3 separate regions of the Mus musculus genome follow, and regions 2 and 3 are each linked to region 1. Evidence: chromatin contacts called from public promoter capture Hi-C data. All regions are on one chromosome and are shown on one strand. The core of a region is the stretch at or near the end of the contact, and the rest is flanking DNA. Distances in the headings are between cores, read along the strand shown.

Region 1 (4,404 bases), core at 1,157-3,656:
TCTCCCATACCTGGCCCCTACCCTGCCTCCCCAAAGCCCCCTGTCCCCATAACAACCTTCCTCTGCCCCACCTCTGCTGTCTAGCTTCACCTCTCCCAGGAGCCCTCAGGTCACTTCAGACTAGGGCCTGATGTTCCACCCTGGTCACCGGGAGTCTCAGGCTGGTGGCTCCACAGTCAAATCTGACCTAAGGATTTTTGTCCCCTTTTTTCCTTTGTTAAGATTTATTTCTTTGAATTGTGTGTATATGCCCTGCACGCATACGTGCCCAAGATCAGGTGCCCATGAGGAGGTGGCCATGGGCACCCACCTGACTTGGGTGCTTGGAACCAAACCAAGAACAGTACTCAACTGAGTACTCAACTGCTGAACCATCTCTCTAGGCACTTATTTTGATTTTTTTTTTTTTTTGACAGGGTTTCTCTGTGTAGCCCTGGCTGTCCTGGAACTCACTTTGTAGACCAGGCTGGCCTCAAACTCAGAAATCCGCCTGCCTCTGCCTCCCGAGTGCTGGGATCAAAGGCATGCGCCACCACCGCCCGGCTAGGCTTATCCTGAACTTGTAGCAATCCTCCTGTTTTAGCTTCCCAAGTGCTGGGATTAGAGGCACAGGCCAGCTTCTGGTTTTAAGGATGTGTTCTTTGATGCACCTTGCGAGAATTTGGTTTGTGGGGGCTGGAGAAGGTGACTCAGGAGTTAAAAGCACGTATTCTTCCAGAGGGCCCGCATTACACATTTTTTAAGGCTAGGGCATAGCAACACACTCTTTAAACCCTAGTACATATATATTAATTTCCTCCACCCCCGCCCCACGCTCTCCTATGCCTGAAAAGTGTGTATGTCCTAGTGACCACTACCTGCAGAAGCCAAGTTCTGACCTGCTTCAGTCTATTTCTTTGCCACAGCCTATCTTTGTTTGGTCCTTAAGCTTGCTGGGCTATGAAAGACTTATTTTAAGTCTCCTCGGAAACTTTTGGATTCCCCTCATTGGGTCTTCCCTGACACCTTTCTTTCCAGTGGTCCTGGTGACAGTCTGGGGCCACCGGACTTACAGATCTCAGCCTTCCCCTCTGAGAATCATCAGGGCCAAGACTTGGGAAGGAACACGGATCTAGGCCTGCATGAGGTCGCCACCTGGTGTGCAGTGTGGGTATCTGCAGCTGATGCGTTCCGTGGGGGGGGGGGGGGGGGGTTGAGTGGAATTGGATTAAGTCATTTACAAGAGACAGAGGTGCCAGGGCTTTGGGGTCTCTCTGGGTTTGGGAAGCTGAGACTGGAGGGGAGCACCTGGTGGGTCTAAGCCCTTAAAGACCAAGTTAAGTGACTCTAGTGGACAGCTCGGTGGGGGCCGTCTTGGGTCCCAACTATTCGGAAGTTTGCATTCCGTGAGACCACGATCAGAAAGGCCCGAGGAGCCATTTGGGCAGGAGATTTCTTACCAAAGAGTACAAGCTTAGACTGCAACGTGCGCAGATAGAGAATGTAACAGGCGCCAAAGAAGACAGCCAGAGCCACCAGCAGCATGGGAGATGTCACCCTGGAAGAGTGTGGGAGACAGGAGTTAGGTATCCGAGGCTGCGTCAGCCAGGCCCCTCTAGCTTTGGACACAGACTGAGGTTACGTCCTTCTAGGCCAGCGAAGGCCACATCCTGGTCAGGTGAATGCAGGAGTACAGACTGACCGGGTCCTGTAGTGACAAAGTGGGCTAACTGGTCTGGGCGGGGCCTGGCAGCCGGGGGCGGGGTCTGACTATCGAGGGCGGGGCCGCAGAGGCACTCACACGCAGTACAGGATGAGGCCGAGAAACACGAACACGTAGTTGCTTTGATAATACTCCACGTTGCGTACCAGGCGCTGGCAAAGCTCTCCCACATTGCGGGGTCGCGAGAAACGTTGCTGGTCCACGAAGGTGCCCCAGGGCCGGATGGTCGCCCGGCGCCGCTCCAGCCACTCTCGGCCTGCGCCGGATGGAATCAGCTTGGGCAGCAGGGTCCTAATGGGCAGGGCAGAGCAGAGCAGCTGAAGGGAGGGAGAGGGTAGAATCTGGACCCCAGATTCTAGCACACCTGGTCCCAAGCATGACCTTGAACCCCTAGGAGGAAGGGTCCTGAGAGGGAGCCAACAGGACTGAGTCCCTCCCAGGACCTCTGAGGAGATGAGGGACTCCTGCATCTCGGATCTGGGGGTAACACCCTGCTTGCTCACGTGGCGCTCAGCCCTTCCCCTTCGGCATCCTTCTGCTGGTCCTTCTGGGCCGCCATGTCTGCACTGCAGTGGATAGAACCGCTGTAAATAGCCCGGAGCCCAGCAGCACCTAGGCGGCCCCACCCCAGCCGGGACTCTTTGGAAGTGGCGTCGTTGGGAGCTCTAGAGGGCGGTAGTTGTTCCTCCAAGCATTGTGGGTGTTGTAGTCATCGTGGCGTCAAGAGGCAGGTTTGCCTCGCAAGACATCTTGGGAGATGTATGCTAAGAGCTCGTCGGGAGCCTCTAGGCATTGTGGGAATTGTAGTTTCAGGAGGCTCAGCGTGGACTACAGCAGGTGGACTGTCAGGACAGAGGATTTTGTGGGAGTTCGAATGGCAGAAACGTACTTCCGTGGACCGTGCAGAGCTGTCGTTCTGGCTCGAGAGAGCTTAATAAAACATTGTTCGAAAACTCAGATATTCTGATTCTAACTGGGCAAGTCTGGGAAAGAGTTCATTTACTTTTTCTTTCCTAAAAGTATTTACTTTGAAAGTGAGACAGGAGAGATGGCTTACTTGTTTCTCTTTCAAAGGATCATAGCTTGGTTCCCAGCATCCACACCCAGTGCTTCACAACTGCCCGAAACTCCAGCTCTAGCCAATCAGACATACTCATGTGCACATACCCACACTCAGATACACATGATTTAAAAATAAATGTTTGCATTTTAAAAGAAAAGATTTACTTTTATATGTTTATGCGTGTGTGCCACCAGAAGAGGGTTTTAGAGCTCCTGGAACTGGAGTTACAGGCAATTATGAGCTGTCTAGAAATCATGGGTGCTGGGAACGGAACTCCTCCGGGTTGGGATTTCAGTATGGGCCACTCAGCAGGAAATTGTGTCTGGGTTTCCCACTTGGGGTCCAGCATTGCTTCAGATCAGTGGAGGACTGCAAATGTACAGTTAGCCTAAAGACTAAAGAGGGACACCACAAGGCCAGAGTACTGGAAAAGACAGAGAACCTTGGAAACCAGTTTGGCGGCAAAAGTCAGCTGGGTTTGACTGCTATGGGAACCAATTCAGTTTCTTTAAGAGGACTAAGCAAATTCTTTCTATTTCATGACCCTCAAGTCTCTGCTGCCCTGGTGGGAGTCGGGGCTTCGGGAGAAGGCAGTGGAGAAGGCAGTGGGATCCAGAGGCAACACTGTTGCAGAAAGTGGCAAACTAATTCAAAGAATGTAAGAAATTTGAATACTGGGATTTTTAGGATAGGTGTCTGGAAGCTGGGAAAGGAGTCCTTTGGGACAGTGGAAGCGAGGACCCTGAGGTAGAGATGTGATGAGGCAGGGGGTACTTTCAGGTTCCTGAGGGAGGAGGCTCACGTTAGATGGGTTTTGAGTCAGTAGGTAGTAGGAGACATCCGAGAAGGCTGTGGGAGATGGGACTTGGCTCTGAGCTCTTTCCTGTGCTTCCCAGAGCAAGTGGCACTGGGAAAAAGCCAGAAGATATTAACAGGAACTCGAGACCTTGATCATAATGCCGGCTGCATGACTTCAAGGGGCCTCCCCCACTTCTGTCCTGTGCTGAGTCCCTCTGTCAAAGCGGATGCTCCTTCCTGGTGCTAGGTGATTGAAGCAGAGTATGTGGGTGTCCCAGGAGAGGTCTTGGCCCATGCAACTCCTCCCTCCCAGGATCGTCTTGTCCTGAGATCACCAGAGGTCACAGTACAAAGAGCCCCAAGTGCTCCAACCCTGAATGGCTGATCCTCCCCTCTCTGCCTCCCACCTGGTGGGATTACAGGTGGTCACCGCTAGAAAATGGCCAGCTTTATTATTTTTTCTTTCTCTACCATGGCTCTGTAGGCAAGGATAGTATGATCTTGAACTTCTGATTTTTGTTCCTAGTCCAAGAATTCTGTAGGATCACAGATGTGGCCAGGGGTTGGTGGCACATGTCTTTAATCCCAGTACTCAGGAGGCAGAAGCAGTTGGATCTCTGTGAGTTCACGACCAGTGTGGTCTACAAAGTGAGCTTCAGGACAGCTAAGGCTACACAGTGAAACCTTGTCTTAAAAAGAAACAAACAAACAAACAATAACAACGAAAGGATCACAGGCATCTTGTCACCTTATTTATGCAGGGCTCAGAACAAACCCAGAGCTTTTGTAGGCAAGTAGTCTGCACCAGAGCCACACCCCCAAGCATTTGATTATTTTAAAA
Region 2 (4,404 bases), core at 1,059-3,558, 5.9 Mb before region 1:
CTGTCTCCTCAACTGAGGGCTGGGGAGCATTCACACAGTACTCCCAAATTTTAGTTTTTCTTCTCTAGAACCCTCAACTAACTTCTTCAGATGTGTCCCCAGAAGGACAGACTTGTAGTTGGCTCTCTTAAATCCAATGCTCAAACTCCCAATGACCTGAGATACCACCCTGGCTTCTGCCTTCCTACAAAGTCACCAACACCTCCAGCCCCCTCCCTTTCTACTTCTGCACACTCCCAATTCCTTCCCGGTCAGCTCTGCCCCACCTCACACCTCACCAGACCTAGGACAGGCCCCTCCCGGGCACCTCGCCAACTCCAAGACCAGCTACCCCTAGGGATCCAGGAGTCCAATTCCACAACTTGGAAATACAGACCCTAGCCACCTCCCTCAGCCGCTGAAGCTTGACTTGTTCGAGAGCCCCCCCCCCCCACCTTAAGCCGTCTATGTCAGGAGCTCATGGGTCCAGAACCTCGGCCCTTCTCCCCACCATCACAATATGGACTACAGGGTGCAGAAGCACTCGGACAAACGGGAGTTAGACGTGAAGAGGGACTTTCTGTTTGTTGGGGTGAAGGAATTAATGTAAGTCTAGCAATGCCTAGATGGTGTACATTCTGGAGAGCCCCTGCTGAGGGTCGGGGTAAGGATGGCTGACTCCTGCCACACAGATGTGGATCCTCTTGTCTTTTGATCTTCCAAGGCTGACGTCATCTGAGGACTAGTCTACCTAAGCCACCTGTTACATTAGATTCCTCAGAAGGACCCCCGACCACCCTATTTGTGCCCCTACCTTAGCTCCTCAGCTGATCTTTATCCCGGAACCTCAATTCTGACCCCCGACTGCCCGAAGTCCCCCAACCCCCGTCTTCAACCCTGAATTCCGGCACAAACTTTTCCTTACTGCGGACTACCAATGCCTCTTAGTCTCTGTATTTCTCCTCTCTACTACAGAACTCATTTCTCGAGGTCCTCCAGCTCTATCGCTCTACCCTAGAGCTCCGGTTCCCACCTCCAATTTGTTCATTCGACTCAGGGGCTCGACACCTTTCAAGTATAACTTCGAGGTTTCATTGCTAACATTTTCTTCCGTTGGAAGCAAGCCTTCGCATGGATCTGCAGTCTAAATCGTTCTCCCAAACCTTGTCCCCCGACTCCCACACCTAGAATCTGTGTCCTCAGGTCTGTTGCTCCCACCTGGGCCCACACCACAGCGCCTGCTTGCATTTAAGCCCCACACCTGCCCCCCATTTCCCGCTCCGCCATCCCCGAGGACACACCTCGCCCGCCTCCGGGTAGTAGCTCCACTCGGCCAGGTCATGAGCCTCCATCTTCACTGAGCCCAGCATCCCCGGGGCCTGCGCCCCCACACACCCAGGCTGAGGCCCCCCTGGGGGAACCGAGTGCTTCGGTCTCTCTACAGGCACTAGCCCCGAGTTCCGACCTGAGGCACACAGCCCGGGAGTCCCGCTGGCCCAGGCGCCTTGGGAGGCAGCCACTTTTTATAGCCGGGACACCCCCTCCCGGGCCCGCCCCGGGCTCCCCGCCCGCCTCCCCGAGCGCGGCGCCCTCGGATTGGGGCGCCCCCTGCGGGATCTCAAGAAGAGAGACCTCAGGCACTGGGAGCCTCGGTCCTGGCACCTGGAAGCTTGCGATGGATGAAGAGTCGGGGACTACAAGGCGTGGGGTAGAGAGCCACACCCTGCTGATCCCAAAAGCCCTAGAGCAACAGAGCGGGAGCCGGGGAATCTTTCTGCCTCTAAGTGTTTCATCATCTCCAGCTAAAGGAGGGAAACTCTAGAACCCCGCATGTCTTCCACGAAAGAAAGGAGGTTGACAGAGCTCAGGACTCCACAAGTCCCTATACAACACCGTTTAAGTAGCCCGCAGAGATTCCTGAAACCACATTCCCATTGGACAGACAGGAAGACTGAGGCTTTTGACGTCTGCGAATGTTGCAGGCTCCGTACAGAGTCAGGGTCGGCGGTGGAAAGGCTCAGGGCTTCTGCTCAGACCCCATTAAGGCACCAGATCTCCTCTAAGACCCAGAAACTCCACTCACAGCACTCTCCACTCAACGTTAGCCAGCCGTCTAGGGAGAGGGACTCCGGACCGCTGGGAACTCCATTTCCCAGAAGCCTTCGTTCCCATTTCCGTCCGGCGCCTGCGCAGCGCGGACTACATTTCCCAGAAGGCATGGCGCTCGAAGGCCGGAAATGGCGGCCGCTCCGGTGGACGCCCGGGGAGGGCGGGCGGCTGCCGACGCGGCACGCCTTAGGGGCGGGGACCGGCCGCGGTGCCGGACTCCATTTCCCGGCGGCCCTACTAGTGCAGCGCCTGCGCCGTGTCACGGCGGCGGGCGGAAGATGGCGGCGGCGGCAGCGTCTGCGGAGAGGCGCTGCTGAGGGGGCGCGAGGGGGACAGAGGCCGGAGTCGCGGTGAGCGGGTGGCGGCGTGAGGTCCTGGGGTGGGGGGAGGGGGGGCGCTGACAAGGCCGGGGCGCGAGCGATGGGGAGGGCCTCGGCGAGGGCCGGGAGCAGCGGGGTCGCGGGCCCCCGCTTCTTCCCACACTGCTCGGGACCCATCCTTGCCTTCTTTGGCTTCCCGGTCCCCCGGGGCCAAAGTTCCACCGTGGCCGCGCAGACCTCCTGGGCCACCAGCCTGGCCCTGGCTCGTCCCCCGCTCCGCACACTGCTGCACCGGGCCCTTCACTTCCCCAGACTGGCCGTGTGCGAAGCTTCCCACCTCCGGGCCTTTGCACAGGCTGTTCCTCCCCAGTGTCCCCCGCCCTGGAAACGTGCTGTTATCCTTCGGCCTAACTCCCTTTCATCTTCGGGGTTGGGGGGCTCGGCACCCCACGTCACTGCCCCTGCAAAACCTCCGTTTGCCTCCCTCCTTCCTCAAATCCGCCTGCTGAAGGCTCTCCTAGGTCCCCTTGCCTTGCCTTCTCGTCACGTGTGGTCGAACTTGTTATTAGGATTTTATTTGTGTGCTGCGTGAGGAGGTCCCTGACCCTGGGCTCTGTGTAAGAGAGGACAGAGTGTGTCCTGGTGCCTGCCTCCCAGCACAGCTCGCGCCCAACATACACTGGTGTTGCTTAGGCGATGCTCGTTGAATGAATACAGAAAATACAAAAAACAAACAAACAAACAAACAAACAAAAACACTTGGAGATCCACTCTTTAGGATAACGGGAAAGTCATCGTACTTCCTGGTGGGAGGGGCGGTTCAATGCTGAGCACACAACCAGAGAGGGGAAAACAGTGTTAATGTTTCTGATAGCCAGACTGCAAACATCCCGGCTGTCCTTCAGTGGGAAGTCTAGCAGAAATCACTATATTTACGTAATAAAATGATTTGCAACCGTGGAAAGAAAGGAAGGTGGAAAATAGACTGAGCTCAGTATTTACTAAGAGAAAAAAAAGTGAAATAGAAAATAGTTTCTATAAAGTTGACCATCAGCTTGTCTTGGAAGTTCACATGCGTGGATTCAGCCAATCTTAAGATTGAAATAGTCAGGAAAATGGTTTACACTGACTTTAAAATTTTACATCCTCCCTCAACAATACAATGTAACAACGTTGTTTACATTGTATGTTGAATTAGGTCATCTGGAGGTGATTTAAGCCAGACTTGATGACACAGACCTAGTTAAGAGACTGGGGCAGGGGGATTACAAAGTTACTTGGCACACAAGTGCTCTTACTATACAAGCCCTGAGTTCCCCAGCTAGCACAGCCTAAGAGATGATAACAGTATGCTAGAAGGTCTGTGTAGCACTTGAACACACTGGGAATGGAGCATGGGGCTTTGTGCATAGTAAAAACCTGAATACCAAGTGAGCTATGTGCCCAGCCCAACAGTGCCTCATCCATCACCTCCTCCTCCTCCACCGCCACTACCTCCAGGTTTCTCTTTGTAGCCTTGGTTGTCCTGGAACTCACTTGGCAGACCAAGCTGGTCTTGAATTTGTAGAGCTACGTCTGCCTCTGCCTCCCAAGTAACTGGTATTAAAGGTGTGTACCAGCACCTGGCTTTCTTTCTCCCCCACCCCTTTTCTCTTTCTCTCTCTCTCTCTCTCTCTCTCTCTCTCTCTTTCTTTCTTTCTTTCTTCCAGCGACTCCAGATGGGTTTCAAACTGAGAGCGTCTTACCTCTGCCCAGAGTGCTGGGATTAAAGGGGTATGTCACCCTATCTGGCCAAACAGTGCTGTTTTAATTTACGGCCTGATTTTTGATATGAAGGGAGTCCTGGGGGTCAATTTCTGATACCGATAGGCAGCTGAACATCCATTTTACTAATTAAAAAAAGAAAAAAAGAAAAACAAAAAAGAGAAATAGGAATATATACTCAAGACAAAACAAAGCCCAGAAGATTAAAGAGGAAGGGGAGTTTTGCTGGTTC
Region 3 (4,404 bases), core at 837-3,336, 5.6 Mb after region 1:
CTGGACCAGGTCCCTCCTTGCATTTCCAACTGCCAGCTTTGTTCTTTACTGGAACCACAGGGGGCGGAGGCTCGGGTTTAGGGATTGTCACAGCCGCTTCTGCTAACACTACTGCTTGCTGCTTTTTCCGGCAGGGACCGGCTGGCCGTCCTGGGGGCCTTCCCCGAGACCGTCGGGGAGTAGAGGGTTCACGTGCCCGTGCCCGGCTCCGGGGGGGTTGGGGTGCTTGGGACCGCCGGAGAAGTTCAGTCAGTGCCTGCACCATCCGTTCTGTGCCCTCCTCACCCCGTTTCCGAGTAGGGGCCTTTGGGGGGACAGGAGTCACATCTGCTAGGCGAGGAGGAAGGGGGGTCGTCTTATGCTTGCGGCCCCGACCCCGAGGGGCTCGACCTAAAAGGAGAACAGTTGTGGGGAGATGGGTCAAACTGGCCCTTCAGTCTTAAGAAAAGCACCCCAGAAAGACAGGATACTAAGTCTTACTTGTCTGTTTTTCCCCACAGCCCAGGCTACCTTGGACTGAACACAGGACACTCAGTAACTGGTAGAGACTAGCTGAACACAAAGGGCAAGAACCTTCCCGCAACACTAGAGAGGTAGAGTTTCCCCATCACTCACCTCGCTGGGACCGAAGCGCAGAGCGCAGGGAACTGGGGGCCACATCTTCATCTGAATGAAAACCCTGAAACTCCTGATTTAGGGGACCAAGGGTGAAGGGGAGAAACAGCAGTCAGTACCAAAGCCCTGGTTCCATCTGGGCTTCAGGTGTTGCAGATATGATAGTTATCGTCCACCTTAACATACTCCTCCTCATTTACCAAAGAACTTAAAAGACTGAGGCAAGGTCAGAAGGAATAAAGGTACAAGGCGTTCTTGAACCAGACCATTCCAGCACAGCCATCAGTAATTCACTAGCCCAGAAGAAAACACTAGAGGGTCTCCTCGAGTTAAGCAATAGGCATTACAATGAGGGCTAATTCCAACTTAAAACAAAGTAGGTCCTCCATTTACACCCTTGCAGGGCATTCTTAAAAATGGGGAGTGTTTGGGGGAGATGAGAGGTGGAGCAGATGGTTTATCATATTAGAATCCACTCTGAGCCCTCAGAGGACAGCTAGCTCTCCTAAGCAATAGAATCCACACCCTCCTGCCTTCTCCAAAAGGCTGAGAGGGATAAACCATGACTGCACTCACTCCAGATTCAAGACTCAGCATTCATTCTATCCCTCTTCAACCCGCGCCTAAGAAGCCTCCACCACTCTACCTTAGAACCAGAGAGCAACTGGGGCCCTGGTGGAACCAGGGCAGGGATATGTCGCGGATTTTAAGGGCCAAGGAGGCAGCCTGCAAGTAAGAGCCCAGGAGGCTCTCTAGCCTTGGTCAATTAAGGCCACGCTGCTGCTGTCAACCACCGCTGGTCCGGCATGCAATCCCTATGGCCTCTTCACCCACTCCTGTCCTGCTCTGCCATTGCTACCGCGAAAGATCAGCTCAGGACACCAATTGGGCTCCAGGCGTCTAGCTGCAGTCAGGGTTTCTCTGATCACTTTCAAAGGCCCTAGCTACCCAAACGCTCCACGCAGCCTGCTTCCTTCGTGCTTCTTTCCAGGAGCCCCGAGAATCCCACTTGTCCACAACACCCTTCGGAGCTATCCGGAGCCCTGCAAGCCCCTGGCCTCCGCCCTACCCGGCGCTAGAGACACCTCCGACCGCCTCACCTCCTCCTCGGATTCCCCGTCACTGCTCTCTTCCTCCGGCATGCAGCCTCGGTTCGGGCCCCAGCCCCGTCCCCGGCCGCGGCCTCGGCCTCGCTGAACTCGCGCACCAGCCCACAGGCGGCGGAGCCGGCGCAGGCCCCGGCGAAGACCCAGCAAACGGAGCAGGGCCGTGTCCTCCCCGGGCTCGGCTCCTCCCGGCCCCGCCGCGCCGCCACCGCGCCGCAGGGCTACCCGCACTCTTTCGGCTCCGTTGCCTCGGCCGCCGCGGCCCCCGCCCCCGCCGGAACCCCGCGGCCGGCCCGGGAAGCGGCCCCGTGCGGAGCCAGGCCCGGGGCAACTGCCGCCGCCCGCCGCCGCCGCCATCTTGGCACCGTGAGAGGGGCCGGGGAGGCGGGGGGAGGGGCAGCCCGTGCGCAGGGCCGGGGGGGAGGGGAGAGGAGGGGAGGAGGGGCAAAGCGGGGCGGCTGCGGCTCACGACAACAACCAGCGCCGCTGTGGGGCGGGCAGGAGCCGGGGGCTGGGCTGGCCACGCGCGGGGCACCACGGGAGCAGGAGTCCTGGGCCGGTCGGCCGTCACCCTCCAGCCGCACCTGAAGAGCGGACCCCGCGTCGCGGCCTGAGAGCGGGAGGCGCAAGGTCTTCTGGGGAATGTAGTCCAGTCGCCTTGCTCCTTCCGCCGACAGCTGGGGCGCGAGAACTGGGAATACCGGGTTGGCGACAGAGACCAGGAGAACCAGTTCCTGGTCTCCAGGAGGTGTGGTTCCCGGCTCAGACTCCTCCCATTGTTCTAGTCGGAACTAGCGACCTGCATGGACTACCATTCCCAGGGTCCTTCCCAGGGTACCGTTGGCTTCGGACCCTGGGAACCCGACGGACACACAGTAGACGAAGTTAGCTATTGCGCTAGGCGTTGGCTGAGGGGAGGGCGGCGGCGCTGGATTAGTCTCACTTCCAGGCGCAACCCGGTAGCCGCATTGCCCGGCGCGGAGGGGAGATGCTGGAGAGGCTAGTCTTCCGTCCCTTACTCGGAGGAGAGCAGACCGGTGGTCGAAATCCGGACCTCAGTCTGCGCTCCTCTCCAGCCCTAGACTACGCGCGCGGTAGATTGCTGTGGGAGGAACCAGAGTCTTGGGGCGCCTCAAAGCCACCTTTCCTCTCCCGCAGGGTCTGGAGCGCCTTTGCCGCGTGCTGCCCTCGGGAATTATACGAAGCCCCCCGGAAGGAGAAGTGTGACCCTCTGTTTATTGAATGGTGAATGGCCAGCAGGGGCCGCTACAGGGCAAGGGTGGAAACCCCCTAGCACAGAGGAAAAGTCTGGACTCGTCCTGACTGGAGCACAGGAAACTTTATTATAGTGATGAAATTGACAGTCCCCAGTTAATCTTCACCGAGTTAATTGTCCTTTAACTCGGGCTCGCCAGGCCGAGGCTTCTGCAACTCGCTTGTCCCGGAAGGGTTCGTAGCTCCTGTCTCGCAGTTCTTCTGTGGTTAAATTTGCCAGGCCGCCCTAGCTGAGCCCTTCTGCCTTTCATTCTTTGGACTCTTTGTCAAGCCAGAGAAGCTACCAACACCCGGTCAGGTGGCAGCAGAGGAGGTAGGACTACCGGGAGAGCTGGAGGCCCGGGTCGGCCTCGAGGAAGAGTAGAGGAAGGTGGAGCGTATGGTCCATCCAGGCGGCAGCCGGCTGGGCGAGTGGCCACGCATGTGCGCCTGCATGGAGGCCAGGCTAGGGCAGCCAGCCCTGCACAGAGGGCATCGATAGGGAGCAGCCCCATGTGTCCTCAGGTGCTTGGTCATGGCAGAGAAATCCCGGGAGCGCTGAGGACAGAGGCTACAGGAGAAGGGCTTCTCTCCTACAGGTGGAGGAGAAAGCCAGAGAAGGAAGAAATGGGCGAAGGCTCTCCAAGCTAGGGGTGCGTCGAGCAATAGGGCAAGGGAGGAGCTGGCAGGCCGGCGATGGAAACGAAAAAGATAAATTCACACTGGGCAGGATGCCCATACCTGTGTGGACTCGGTAATGTGTCTCCATCTGATGCTTGAGTGAAAACCTCTTTCCACACACAGAGCAAGAATAGGGCCGAGAGCGAGCAGGAGAGGGTAAAGGAGGGTGTTGGTGAGATGGGCAGTTCAGTGTGCGCTCCTGACTCACACAGGTTGCCAGTGTGCCTGTGTGGACAGAGAAATGGCGTGACCCAGACAGAATCCCTGAGGCCGAATCAATACAATGTCTAAACGATTTGGTGAGGAGAGGGGAGGCGGCAGCTCTCACCCTACTTACCTGTGAACCCTTGCCCAGACGTTTCTATCTGCCAAGGGCTGAGGGTTTCAGTGCCCTGGGGAAAAGATCCTGGAAACAGAGTGAAGTAGGGGCCCTGCTAAGGCTGGACTCCTGGAGCCCAGCCACTGGGCAAAAGCCCTGTGTGGAATACTGAGGGGCTTACCTGGAGTGGGGCTAGAGGAAGCCAGCTGATTCTGACTCCAGAGAGCTTTGGAGTGGTTCAAGGTCAGTGGGATCCTGGGTGGAGAAGAATTACAGTCTTGGCAAAGCCTGAGAACCTAACTGACTCTGGCCTGTCTTGTGATGACAATATTTGTTGTCTCTAACTCAGGAAATGTACACTGAACCCTTCCAACCATCACTGCTGCCTCTCCGGAGCCACTCCCTCCCTGCCTAGATGTCCTCCTTTAA

Evidence for each region. Promoter capture Hi-C pulls out the DNA fragments that hold promoters and counts their contacts.
Region 2: a contact with region 1 is called in a promoter capture Hi-C map of pre-B cells, with 3 times the contacts expected there. The contact joins the promoter of Sympk here to the promoter of Rabac1 in region 1. A contact is called at or near these places in 2 of 39 promoter capture datasets (maxillary cranial neural crest and pre-B cells).
Region 3: a promoter capture Hi-C map of liver shows a contact between it and region 1. The contact joins the promoter of Kmt2b here to the promoter of Rabac1 in region 1. A contact is called at or near these places in 3 of 39 promoter capture datasets (cranial neural crest, liver and maxillary cranial neural crest).

Annotation. Positions count from the first base shown.
Region 1 is chr7:24,970,322-24,974,725 of GRCm38.p6, forward strand. It overlaps Rabac1 (Rab acceptor 1 (prenylated)), which reads right to left and starts at 2,407. Exons shown (of 5, transcript NM_010261.2): 1 at 2,206-2,407; 2 at 1,781-1,993; 3 at 1,440-1,537. The coding sequence starts at 2,261.
Region 2 is chr7:19,022,069-19,026,472 of GRCm38.p6, forward strand. Sympk (symplekin) reads left to right here and starts at 2,309. Exons shown (of 27, transcript NM_026605.2): 1 at 2,309-2,438. Foxa3 (forkhead box A3) reads right to left here and starts at 1,471. Exons shown (of 2, transcript NM_008260.2): 1 at 1,281-1,471. The coding sequence starts at 1,349.
Region 3 is chr7:30,586,640-30,591,043 of GRCm38.p6, forward strand. It overlaps Kmt2b (lysine (K)-specific methyltransferase 2B), which reads right to left and starts at 2,087. Exons shown (of 37, transcript NM_029274.2): 1 at 1,716-2,087; 2 at 616-688; 3 at 1-390. The coding sequence starts at 2,078. It overlaps Zbtb32 (zinc finger and BTB domain containing 32), which reads right to left. Exons shown (of 6, transcript NM_021397.2): 3 at 4,157-4,230; 4 at 3,994-4,062; 5 at 3,717-3,881; 6 at 3,042-3,568. The coding sequence ends at 3,291. Gm32082 (a long non-coding RNA gene) reads left to right here and starts at 2,140. Exons shown (of 3, transcript XR_003946734.1): 1 at 2,140-2,680; 2 at 2,880-2,966; 3 at 3,575-3,720. Mir3569 (microRNA 3569) reads left to right here and starts at 2,741; the gene lies at 2,741-2,798.